3 separate regions of the Sus scrofa genome follow, and regions 2 and 3 are each linked to region 1. The links are chromatin contacts, called in public HiChIP or PLAC-seq maps. All regions are on one chromosome and are shown on one strand. Each heading gives the region's core, a stretch centred on a gene start, on an enhancer-like site or on the middle of the called end of the contact. The rest is flanking DNA. Distances are from core to core; before and after follow the strand shown.

The links. HiChIP or PLAC-seq counts read pairs in DNA pulled down with a chosen protein or histone mark.
Region 2: an H3K27ac HiChIP or PLAC-seq map of alveolar macrophages shows a contact between it and region 1. The contact joins two enhancer-like sites. A contact is called at or near these places in 2 of 47 Hi-C or Micro-C datasets (heart right ventricle and liver) and 1 of 2 datasets of contacts at active chromatin or transcription factors (alveolar macrophages).
Region 3: a contact with region 1 is called in an H3K27ac HiChIP or PLAC-seq map of alveolar macrophages. The contact joins two enhancer-like sites. A contact is called at or near these places in 1 of 47 Hi-C or Micro-C datasets (liver) and 1 of 2 datasets of contacts at active chromatin or transcription factors (alveolar macrophages).

What each region holds. Positions count from the first base shown.
Region 1 is chr8:10,247,446-10,251,091 of Sscrofa11.1, forward strand. The region is part of intron 4 of LOC102158082 (a long non-coding RNA gene); the gene reads right to left. Among named protein-coding and RNA genes, the nearest start is that of CPEB2, 160 kb to the right of the region's middle. Within about 2 kb of position 2,081, at least 8 of the 83 cell types and tissues checked have an H3K27ac peak or open chromatin away from gene starts, as enhancers often do. A contact at or near this core is called in alveolar macrophages, where this site is marked.
Region 2 is chr8:10,531,821-10,535,508 of Sscrofa11.1, forward strand. No RefSeq gene overlaps it. Among named protein-coding and RNA genes, the nearest start is that of C1QTNF7, 120 kb to the right of the region's middle. Within about 2 kb of position 1,826, at least 52 of the 83 cell types and tissues checked have an H3K27ac peak or open chromatin away from gene starts, as enhancers often do. A contact at or near this core is called in alveolar macrophages, where this site is marked.
Region 3 is chr8:10,563,822-10,567,947 of Sscrofa11.1, forward strand. No RefSeq gene overlaps it. Among named protein-coding and RNA genes, the nearest start is that of C1QTNF7, 93 kb to the right of the region's middle. Within about 2 kb of position 1,375, at least 10 of the 83 cell types and tissues checked have an H3K27ac peak or open chromatin away from gene starts, as enhancers often do. A contact at or near this core is called in alveolar macrophages, where this site is marked.

The sequences.
Region 1 (3,646 bases), core at 831-3,330:
GTATGCAGCTCCAGAGCCCTAGGCCCCAGGAACCAAAGGAAAGCCTCTTTAGGGTGCTGGTGTCTAGATGAAGCAGCTACAGCCATTTCTCATTACTCCATTCAAAAGCCAAATTCTAAGACAGAATGCCTGACCACCCTAGCCTGGATCTCAGGCTAACCCTGTGGGTACTGCACATGGTTGAAGGGCAATTCCTAAAAGGAAGATTGAAAGAAAGATACATAAATGCACATATAAATACCCCCAAACCCAAGATAGTTCATACAACTTTCTGTCTCTGCCTCCCTGGCATTTGGAATACATTTTCTGGGTGGTTTTTTTTTTTTAATCACAAATTTAGTTCATTTATCCCCAAAGACCAGTTCAAGTAGTACAATATACCCTAGAAAATCTTCCCTGCTTCCCCATTTCAGGCTAAGTTCCCTTCCCTTTAGTGCTTCCCTCTACCTCAAGATATAACATGTTATGCTGAAATTCCTGATTATGTGTCCATCTGGTCTTCCTCATAGATTGCAAAGGAAAGTCCATGGCTTATCCACCGTAATAGTCTCAGCCCCAGGACTATAACCAGGGCTCCATACATGCTTACTGGGCTGACTCTTTCTCATTCCAGCTGATTCCTTTGCAAGGCTAGTCTTTGCAAGGCTGGTCTATTTTCTGTGTTCACAAGACATTGTCATTATGTAAAAGTATTCCTATATTACCCTTACTTATCAAAAAATTCAATCTTAGTCACCCCACACCATTCCATCTCTCTCATCTGGATCATATAAGAAGCCTAGAGCTTATAAGATCCATCCCAGGAAAATGGTGGAGAGGGAGTGGAGTGGTAAGGAGACTCCAGCCTTAGTTTTCATTTCCAGTCCATTGTGTTGCTGCATGTAAGTCCTTGCTCCACCAGAAAGTGGGTGGTTGTGCTAGCAGCCCTCTATCCTCTGCACCAGCTCAGCCACAGGGAACTTTGCCAGGGCTCCAGAGGCCCCTGCACCTAGCACCCAGGCACAGGCCACCATAACAGCCACCAATGCCTTTCAGTTGGAGTGGTTCACCGATCATTCCCACAGTCATGCCCTTGACCCTGTCCAAGGTACACTCCAGTAGATCTGTACCTTCAAATTAAAAAAAAAAAAAAAAAAACCATGAGACTGAATTTGGGGACTTCTCACTTATTTTTTTCAGCCCTAAAACCCCAAAAGATATTAATTACAGCCTTCATTAAGAGTAAAGAAAATTCAAATCTCAGTAACACAGAAAAGAGGGACCTTTCTTTCATTTCCAGTGAATTTGAAGTAACATAAAAAAGAGACACAAGTATGTTTCTCAGTCACTCTGCTATGTCACACAGTATTTCTAACACCTACTATGTCACTTATGCTAATGGGGTCTTGTCCCATGAGAAGATCATTGCGTGGTTGAGAAATGGGATGGAAAACCAAAGGGAAGGACAGTGAGGGCTGAGCTAGAGGGAGGTCCAAGATGTGTAACAAAGGCACAGAGAAGGCACCTGGCTCAGGCTAGCACATCAGAAGAGGCGACTGCAGAGCCGAACCTTAGAAACTAGTAGAAGCTGGTCAGGTAAAGCACAGAGGCAGTGGGAGAGAAGTGGAGCTTTTTCCTTTCCATTTAAACTGTATAAACATCTTTCCTGTTGTTAAGTAGAGTTTAAAAGGAAGTCATTAAAGATCTTAAGGCTGAGGGTGACACAATGATGGGGCAGGCTGGAGGGAAGCCAAACCGGGGGCAGAAAGACCAGTTCTGAGACTCACTCTCCGCTTTCTTCCAGGATGAGCTGTCTGCTAATTATAACTTGCCCATGAAGCCACAGGCCCAGTAGCCTGTGATGACACAGCACGCAGGGATCCCGGCTTTGCTGGGATTCCTAATGAGCTTCATTTAAGAGACCTGGCTTCCCCAGTCTTTAATTCTTCGGCAAAACCCCAGAATTCACCTGAGGTCTTGGCCAGGGAGCGTCTGTGACCTGACCTCTGACCTGGGAGTGCCCCCTTCTCTGACAGTCTTCACAGGGTGGGGCCTAAGAGGGAGCAATTAGCTGAGAGGAAACAATCCCACGCAGGCATGCAGTTCCCCTTGGAGGAGAAGGCGTGTGCCAACCACAATGGTGCAGCCTAAGGAACTGTGGTGCTCCTTGACCTTGAAGGACTGGAGCTGGGCCTGGTGGGGAGGAGCAGAGAATGGGCACATGAGTTATGGTGGAGAGAAGGACTTGTTCGCATGGGGCTCGAGAAGGAGCTGCAGCAGATGGTGACGGCATCTTCTGCTTTCCCCCTTGTTTCCTGTAAGATTTTGAGCTAAGCCAGGAGTTACAAAAAGAACTGTATGGTGGCTTCTTATTAACGAGACTAGATAATTAGAGAAAAAAGAAAAACACTGCAGGAACAGGAATGGCCCAGGGAATCAGAACTCCAGGTTATTTTTTTTTTTTTAATTAATAAATGAAAAGTCAGGTTTTGTCTTTCCCCCAAAAAATGCAACTTGGTAACTGCACGGCGCCCCAGGAAGTGTACATGTGATCTGTGGATCCAAACTGGTCTGTGTTGGACTCGTGTTCTGCCACTCCTCAGCTACATAACTTTATAGCAAGTTGCCAAATCTCTCTGAGCCTTAACTTCTTTATCTATCAAATGGGTTTAAGCAATAGTACTAATGGCTCCCGCTATTGAACAATTAATGTGCCAGGCAATGGACATGACATCTTACTTACATCATCTCAAATAATTCCCATCCTTATTTGATAATAATATATTCATTTCAGGGTTAGTGGGAGGGTTCAGTGAGATAAAGCAGTGAAAGGGTCTCACTGCCTAGCACAGCATAGGGGCTAAATAGACAGTGTTTTCCTTTTAACCTTTAAGGAAGCTTAACTATCTCAAGTCCTAGGTTTTCTGTGGACATATTTACCTGAGTTTAGGTAAATCTGTACATGTCTCCCTTGAGGGAAAAAAAAGTACCTGACTTTTATTTTGATCATTCTTGTATTTTATTTGCATTTTTTCTTCAATATGTACTTCAAACACGTTATTCTTATTTTTTTATTTTTTTTATTTTTTGGCTTTTTAGGGCCACATTTGCAGCATATGGAGGTTCCCAGGCTAGGGGTCAAAATGAAGTTGTAGCTGCCAGCCACAGCCACAGCCACGCCAGATCCAAGCCGCATCTGCAACCTACAGTGCAATTCATGGCAACTCCAGATCCTTAACCCACTGACAAGGCCAGGGATTGAACTCACAGTCTTATGAATACTGGTCGGGTTCATTAACACCAAGCTACAATGGGAACTCCCCAGTATCCTGATTTGTAATGTGTGGTATCTTAGAACTAGCCAGGACACAACAGCGAAAAGCTAATCTCTTTAAGCAACAAAGAGACTGGAATAACTCGGGGTTTTTGTTTGTTTGTTTCAGTTTATCATCAATTCTTTTTTTTTTTTTCACTTTTTAAAGTTTCATTGAAGTATAGTTGACTTACAATGTTGTGATAACTCCTGCTATACAACAAAATGATTCAATTATATATATACACACATCCATTCTTTTTAAGATTTCCATATTGATTATCACAGTATAGGAGTTCCCATTGTGGCACAGCATAAACAAATCCAACTAGCAACCATGAGGTTGTGGGTTCA
Region 2 (3,688 bases), core at 576-3,075, 280 kb after region 1:
TGTGTTGGTTTACGACTGCGGTCACTTGTGTGCAATGATCTAGCCCAGCATCTGTGCCGAAGGATATCCTTGGTATTTTGCAAAGCAAGATGAATATTGACCAGATGGTGACTTCACGAGGACATAATTCACATAGCATTTTCCTGCCCCGACCCAAATTTCTGTGAAGGCATCTTGAATGCCACACCGAGCAAAACAGAACAAGAAAACACAACCCTTGAGACAGCACAGCCGTAAGTTGAAGATTAATGGTCTCGACGGTGACTCCGACAGGAGCCCAAATGGCAGTCAGATCCCAGGCTCCAAGCAGCAGCTCTTGCCAAGCCGTGTCCCTGTCACATGCAGAATGACCTCATCCTTCAGCCTCTTCAAGGCACTCTGGGTGGGGGAAGGGCGAGCCCCAAAATGTCACTCGCCAGAAAACTGGGTCACTTACCTATTTTTTTTTTAATTAAGTTTGTGTGGTGATGGCCTCATCTGCACCTGCTTGCTCAGTAATTTGACTTTGGTGGTGACCAAGTGAAGAATGCACTTTTGGCTTCAGCCACGGGGTCTAGTTCTGGCCCCTGGAAGGAAGCTCTGGGAAAAGAGCAAATGACTCTTGGAAACGTTTAAAAAAAAAAAAAAAAAAAAAGCCCTGGTGTTATCAGGCCCTGAGCTGGCAAGGAAAATAGCCCAGGTCCAAGTTGGTTGAGGAAGAATCTTGTTCTCTGAGGAGTAATATGCATCTGAGCCACACAGAGTTAAACGAGTGGGCGTCCCGCACCTGTCGGTGGGATTTTAAATGTGGTCAGCCTGTCTGGAATCTGTGCAATTTCTACAACCTACACACTTTGTCCTAAACCACAAAGTTAAGGACAGGCAGACTGAAGGTCACTCTGCTTCAAAACAAGGTCACCCTAAGACAGTCCAGAAGCAAACAGAACCAGAATAAATAGGCAGCTTGAGGGTGGCCTCATTACCCCTGTGTCCCTCCTTGTCCCTCCATGTCATAATGACGGTGGGCCAGAGGCAAGACCCGTCCTCACCTGGTTCAGGAGAAAAATAACCTAGAAAATGAGGTTGCTACCTTGTGTTTTTTGCTGTTGTTCCTTCGTTTTAAAAGGATAATCACACTGCATTTAAGGAACACAGAATAGTAATAACACCAATGGAGGCCATGTCTCACACACCGCAGTGTGAGACTCACATGTCCCCATCAGTCCCTGCAGTCCCTGGTGTCAGTGGTTTGCTCTCCCACTTACTGCTGTGTGACCTCATACAAGTGTCTTAACATCTCTGAGAGTCAGCGTCCTCAAGGGTCAAACAGGAATAAGAAGGGAACTTAGTTCACTAGCTGATAGGACTGAAGGAGAAGATGCTTTGAAAGCATGGTGGGGAGCCTGGCACTTAGCGAGAGTCCATAAAAAGTCGGCAACTATTATTACCAGCGCGGCAGCTGTGGAACTGAAACAGAGCATCTCGCAACCTCCACCAAGGGCGCATCTGTCTTATATGGTAAAAATAAGATTGGAACCCAGGCTCTCCTGGGCTGTTGCTTCCTGCTTCGGTCAGTGGATGCGAGTTCATGGCACAAAGCCCAGTGACAACAGTGCCTCCTCTACTGGCATGGTTTGGCAGACCACTCTGGCAAACAGCCCGCAGTGCCCCATTTAAAAAAAAAAAAACCCTCTACTGTTTCTTAGGAAAACTTTTTGATCGCCTCAAATAAAACACTGTTTGCCGTGCCCCCACCCCCCGCCCCCGGAACAGAAACAGCTCAGGAGAGCGGGCTCCTCCCTCCGGGAACCTGGCAGCTGGACATCAGCCAAGAGGGGCAGGACAGGGTGACTAAGCAGAAAGTGGCCTGCTGCTCAGAGCCTGGCCACCCTGCAGGCCAGGAAGGGAAGGCCTCTGTGAGGCAGAGAGAAGGACACTGCTCAGGTCCTGGGGCGCAAAGCGTCCTTTGTCCCCAGGGACTTCAGACAGAAACTGCCCCATGTTGACATTTCAGCTGGCAGAACAGGCCAGGCCTGGCTGGGAGAGGCAGGAACCCCCTGGGGAGCTGGGAGCCGTGGTCCACACCCTGCAGCCTCTGTCCTGAGCTCCCCTTACATATTAACTTCTTTAATCTCGTAGACCAAGTCGTCTGTCATTATTCCCATCTTGGAAACAGGAAAACTGAAGCTCGCAGAGGGCAAATAACTAACCAGGGATGACGCAGCTGTTTAATGGGGGAGCCAGGATTAAACCAAAAGAAGTCTGGCTTCTAAGCGAGGGGACACAGCGGCCAGGTCTTTCCCTCCCTCTATGCTCGGCTACTTCTTGGGTGAGTTTAAAGCTGAGGGCAGGATTCCACGGGTTCTTGAACCTAAGCAATTCCCTCCATCCCCACTTCACCCGCCCTGCAACAGGCTTCACTCTCTCTTCCCCGGATGCTGTTACTACCTCCTAACAGCAAGGTCCTCCATCCAGCCAAGCTCCCCACCCTCAGCCATCCTGCCTCACAGCTGATGCTCCAGCAGAAGTGCTATTTGGAGGGGGCTGGCACACGCTGTGCTGCTTCTGGCTTGTCTCAACTCTCACTCTCTTTACTGGAAATTACATTCTTCCCCAGCTTCTCCGTGGCTGATTGCTCCAGTAGGACGCACCTTGGACACCACCTCCAGGAACCCATCCCTCTCTCCTCAGGCTGGAGGAAGCGGCTGGTGGAAGCACATACCCCCCAGTGTGTATTTCCAATATTGTGCTCGAGGGCAGAGAACTTGTCTAGAACTTTGCTTCTCTCGCATTGGGCACTGTTCCTGACCTACAGCAAGAACTCCATGAATGGTCATTACACATATGAGACAGGTGACTCCATCACCAGCAAGTGTCAAAGCGTCACCCCTGTAAGGATCAATGGCGGGTCCCCATGGCTGGCTGCGGACTTCCAGTCCTCTATTTCCAGGTCCCTAAAAGATGGCACACATTTCCTGTCTCCGTGAGGTTGGGGGAGATCCACATGGTCGATACTGACCAACAAATTGTAAATGGAAGAGAGATACGTCACTTCCGGGCTGCACATTCAATTACAGAGGCAGGACCCTCAGAGCACCGTGGTCAGCGCATTGGAGATGCCAGTGGCTCCATCAGCCTGGGTTCCTTGTGACAGTCTTGTGATGAATGTGTGATGTAAGGACATCTTTGCTGTTTGAAGTGTCTGAACTATTTTCAGCCTAACCTTTCTTATTCTGAGGGAAGTAACTTGCAGCTGTCTTTAACCTCAGAAATGTATTTTGGACAATTTCCAGGAAAGCCCTTGCAGGTGAAAGGGTGGGTGGCTGTAACACCTCACCCTAACCATAGTCACCAGAGCAAGAACGAGCAAAGTTGAATGAGTGATTTAGAAACAAATGGTTCTGCACCTTCTGTGTGTTTCTAGTCCACGTGTTTATGCACTGGTGTACTCACAACTTTCTTTCTTTGCTCCTCACCACAAATGTAGCAAAGACACAGAGCACACATCCTCAATGTACTTGCTATGCAGAAAACTGGCTCAGAGAAGTTGTCCCTCGGCCAAGAGCAGGAAAGGTGTGGCTGGGATATATATTTTTCATTTTATTTTTATAGTTTATTTACAATGTTGTGTCAATTTCTTCCGTACAGCAAAGTGACCCAGTCGGTGTGTGTGTGTGTGTGTGTGTGTGTATACACACACAGATACATA
Region 3 (4,126 bases), core at 125-2,624, 320 kb after region 1:
CCTGCGTGAGGGTTACTTACGTCTGGGGCATTAAGGGTCTTGCAGTCAGATGCCGGCACTGCCTCTCAGGATGGCTGGGATTGGGCCAGGCCGTCCATTCGAGAGCCGGAGCTCTTTATCACTAAGTTCTGTCCCTCTGACTTAACTACACAGTTGATAGTTTGAGTTTGAAACCAACATGGTCTCCAATGGTTACTTTTATTTGGTCACAAATTGGAAACATTTTGGCAGTAAATGTCTCTCTTACTAAAATATCCCTTGTTAGAGGCATGGGAAATCTATGCAGCTGGCTGTTAGAAGACAATGGCTGCTTGCTAGCTGTGTGACCTTGGGTAGATGACTTAACCCCTCTGTGCTTCAGTTTCTTCATAGATCAAAAGCAAATAGTAGTCCATCTTGCCCACCTCACAGCATCGTTCTGAGGACCTTTGGCATGCATGTGTGTGAAGGAATTTCATAAACGGTAAAGTGCTGTCCAAGAGGAATGGATTATGCACCTGGAATAACCTTGAGCTTTCTCCCTACGTCCCTACAGTGTTCTGCTTCTGAAACAAATGCATATATTGTCTCATCTGTCCTTCCCTTGCCCCCACCCCCACTGTGTTCTAGGAGCTTCCTCTGATTACAAAACTGGTTTCACAATCTCACCAGTACAGAGTATTTCATTCTCTTCCAGCATGGCTTAGATAACACAGATTTAAGAGTTTGTAATTCATCCTTCATTGATCAATGTTCTTGACTGTTACACGCTTGCCTGAACTCCATCCCATTCAGTCATAGGGCCAGAGGCTTAAGAACAATGAATGGTTTCATCTTTTGCTCTCTCTCTCTCTCTCTCATCAGCTAGGTAGCTTTTCTTAACCCTCTCTTCCTGAGGTGGTCTCTAATCTTATTGGATCTTTCACCTCTTTGAGATTCTCTCTCTCCTTTGGAAAAAATAAAAATAAAACCTCATAAGCCTAGAGACACATATATATGCACAGGCACAGACACAGACACACACAAATTAGGAAAAATTTGGTGGGGGATTCACAGCCCCTCTGAAACCCAAGGATTGTGGGTAAAACCTTTGGTCTCTGAGGTCAACTAGATTGAGTTTTAAATCTTGGTTGCGTGTCAAGTATCTCAACCATGATCCTGGCCCACAGTTAAGTGCTCACTAAAGAACAGCTGCCTTTATCATTAAATTTATTTTATTATTAAATTTATCATTAAACATTACACTCCAGAAACATTACACGGCCCCAGGAACTGTTCCAGAAGAAGGCTGGGCAGCTCAAAGCAGAGATTTCCGTTTTCAAGAGGGAAGAGATGTGTGTTCAGCCTTAGAAGAGGCTGTAGTGCTGGTTCTCCCTCTGCTGGCCCATGGTTAACAAGCACCCTTTATTTTGATTCCAGTAAGTGTTGGTGTGGGTCCTGGGAAAGCAGTGTGGACAGAGATGGAGGTAGGCAGTTGGAGGGCCTGCGGGTTATTTCTGATCCCGGGGAACACACTAGAAAAGCTAAAGACAGGAAAGTGTATCTGTCCCATTATTTCTCCCTTTGCTTTTTTTAAACCAGTCTAATCATTGCATTTGCTGAGCAAATCCTTTTTGGGTATCCGCTCTGGGGAGCTGCCACAATCCCACATGAGTAAGATACAACCCTGCCCACAAACCCTGGGGCTCACCCTTGGGAGGGTTGCCTTGAATTTCTGACTTAGAGTTTCAGTTGAAATCCAGGGGCACAGATTCACCCCAGATGGGGTAATGATTATGAGCAAGGGCTTCGAGCTCTGACTCATAGCCCTGCCCTGGCTAGTGGGGTGACTGGTTCATTGCAGTTCTCTGAACCTCAGTTTTCCCATCTATAAATAGGGTTTATAATAGCCTCACCCCCACCTTATGGCACTGTTAGGCAGATTCACCAGGAAGTTGGGTGTGCCATGGAGGGTTTAACAATAAAAAAGAACTTAAGTGTTAGGTATTAGCGTTATGTTTAGTCTAACATAGAAATAAATTAAAACTTTTATTATTTTTAAAAATTCCACAATAATACTTGCTTCTTACACAAGGTCAAACCACTTGAAATGCTAGTATGCAGTCACTTTTGACATACAAAGCCAGCACATTTTCATGTAGTTCATCTAATAAAAAAATTAGAAATTTCAGATTGAAAAACTAGAAAGTATCCATAGCAACACCATCCAGAGACACACAAGTGGGCATATCCTTCTGACTTTGGGTGTATATGTAAATAAATAATGCTGGTGGAAACTAGAAATGAAATCCTGATCAGATCAGGGTTTTTTTTGTTTTTTGGTTTTTTTTTTTAAAGCTCAATCTGAATGGCGAAGAAAGGGTCAAAGTGCCCCACGGGACACCAGGAGAATGAGTGGAACACGTGGTATCGGGGTCACCGCTAACATCCATTTCACTGAGAGACGTTGCCTGGGTATTCTGTTTCTGTGGGACTTCACCAGCAGCAGCAGCCAGACTGTGCACCTGGCCCTCTGCCTGGCCCTTCCCAAGGGCAAAGTGCTGACTCAGCAGGTACAATCGGGCCTCAGCTAGTGAAGAATAAGGCCTTGACCAGCCATTTCATCAGTTCCTTAAGATGATATGAATTGTTGCGTGGACTTTATAATTTCCCAACCACTCTGTGTAATCAGAGCTTGGACTAGAGCACAATTACTTACTGGAGTAAAACTGTGGTGGATGGAGGTAACCCGCCATCTCTCTTTATTGTCCCAAGCACTTTGCCAACGTCAATAACGCTTCCCTATTTTTAGAAGGAGACATAGCCCTCAGGCTATGCACAGCCTAGCAGGGGTTAACAACGCATATCAAGAGTTTTCTGAACATACTGAAGCCCCTGTTCAGGGGTATAGAGGGAGGTGGGTCCAGAAGGGTTTGCTCCTTTAGTCTTCTGGCCCTGGGGCTGATGAAACTCTCTCTGATGTAGACACACTTCCGCAACCGTGTAGTGGCTTGTCATAGAATTCACCTTGTTCCCACCACGCCAAAGAGGGAGTGAATGTGGCCGTGTAAGAACCCTGGGCCCTGATTCTATTGGCGGAGTTGGTGACTCCTAGCAATTTATCCATCTCTGGCCTGTCGTTCCCCAAAAGAAAAACCAAGGGGTTTGAAACAGGGGATCTCTCCGTTTCCTCCTATTACCGTTTTCAAGCTCTCTGTACCTAATAGAAACCCTTTCTCCTCATTCACTGAGTCTGTGAACTAGAGGGTAGCAAGAATCCAAAGGTGAAAGGGAGAATTAGAAAATGTGGGAGTTTATTTTGTTCATTAAAAACACAACTGAGAGAATGAAGAGGCAAGCAGTCTGTAATTCATCTATTTGACAGAGAACTTACATCCAATGCATATGAAGAACTCCTATATATCAGTGGACAAAAGGGCAGATGACCCTCTGCAAAAAGGGTAAAATATATTCACCACAAAGGATACAGAAATAGTCAATAAATATACGGAAATGTGCTCAACTTCATTAGTCCTCAAAGGAATACAAATTAAAGCCACAAAGAGGTAGCTTCCTCTCCCGCACACCAGAATGACTAATATTAAAGAGACTGATAAGGCCAAGAATTAAAGAAGATATGGAGCATCTGGGACTCCCTACCCTGTAGGTGGGAATAAAAATGGTACACTGTTTTGGAAAATGCTTCGACATCATCTGTGAAAGCTGAACACATACATAATTTATGATCTAGTCATTTCCTTCAGGTATATCTCCAACAGAAATTTCATACTTATGTCTCTCAGAAGACTTGTGCTAGAAAGCAGCGCTATTCCCGCCTAGCTTAAAAACTGGAAACCAACCAAATTGTCATCAGCCGAAGAATGAATACATATATGTGGTGTATTTAAAATCACAGAATCACCAAACAGCAGTGTCCATGTGCACGAGTGTGTGGGTGGGGGTGGGGGTGTGCATGCATGTGCACGTAGGGGTTGGGAGACGGAGTTTTATATCCAGCTGGGTATCTCTGGATTCTAAGTGGAGGGACATAGCAGGTGAAAAGTTGGCAGTGACAGTACGTGAAGCTAAAGAGAGAACTAGGGGCTACGTGAGGGGCCAGGAATGATAATCTGAGGCGCTTAGAGCCAGGAACATGGAACAAAGGTTG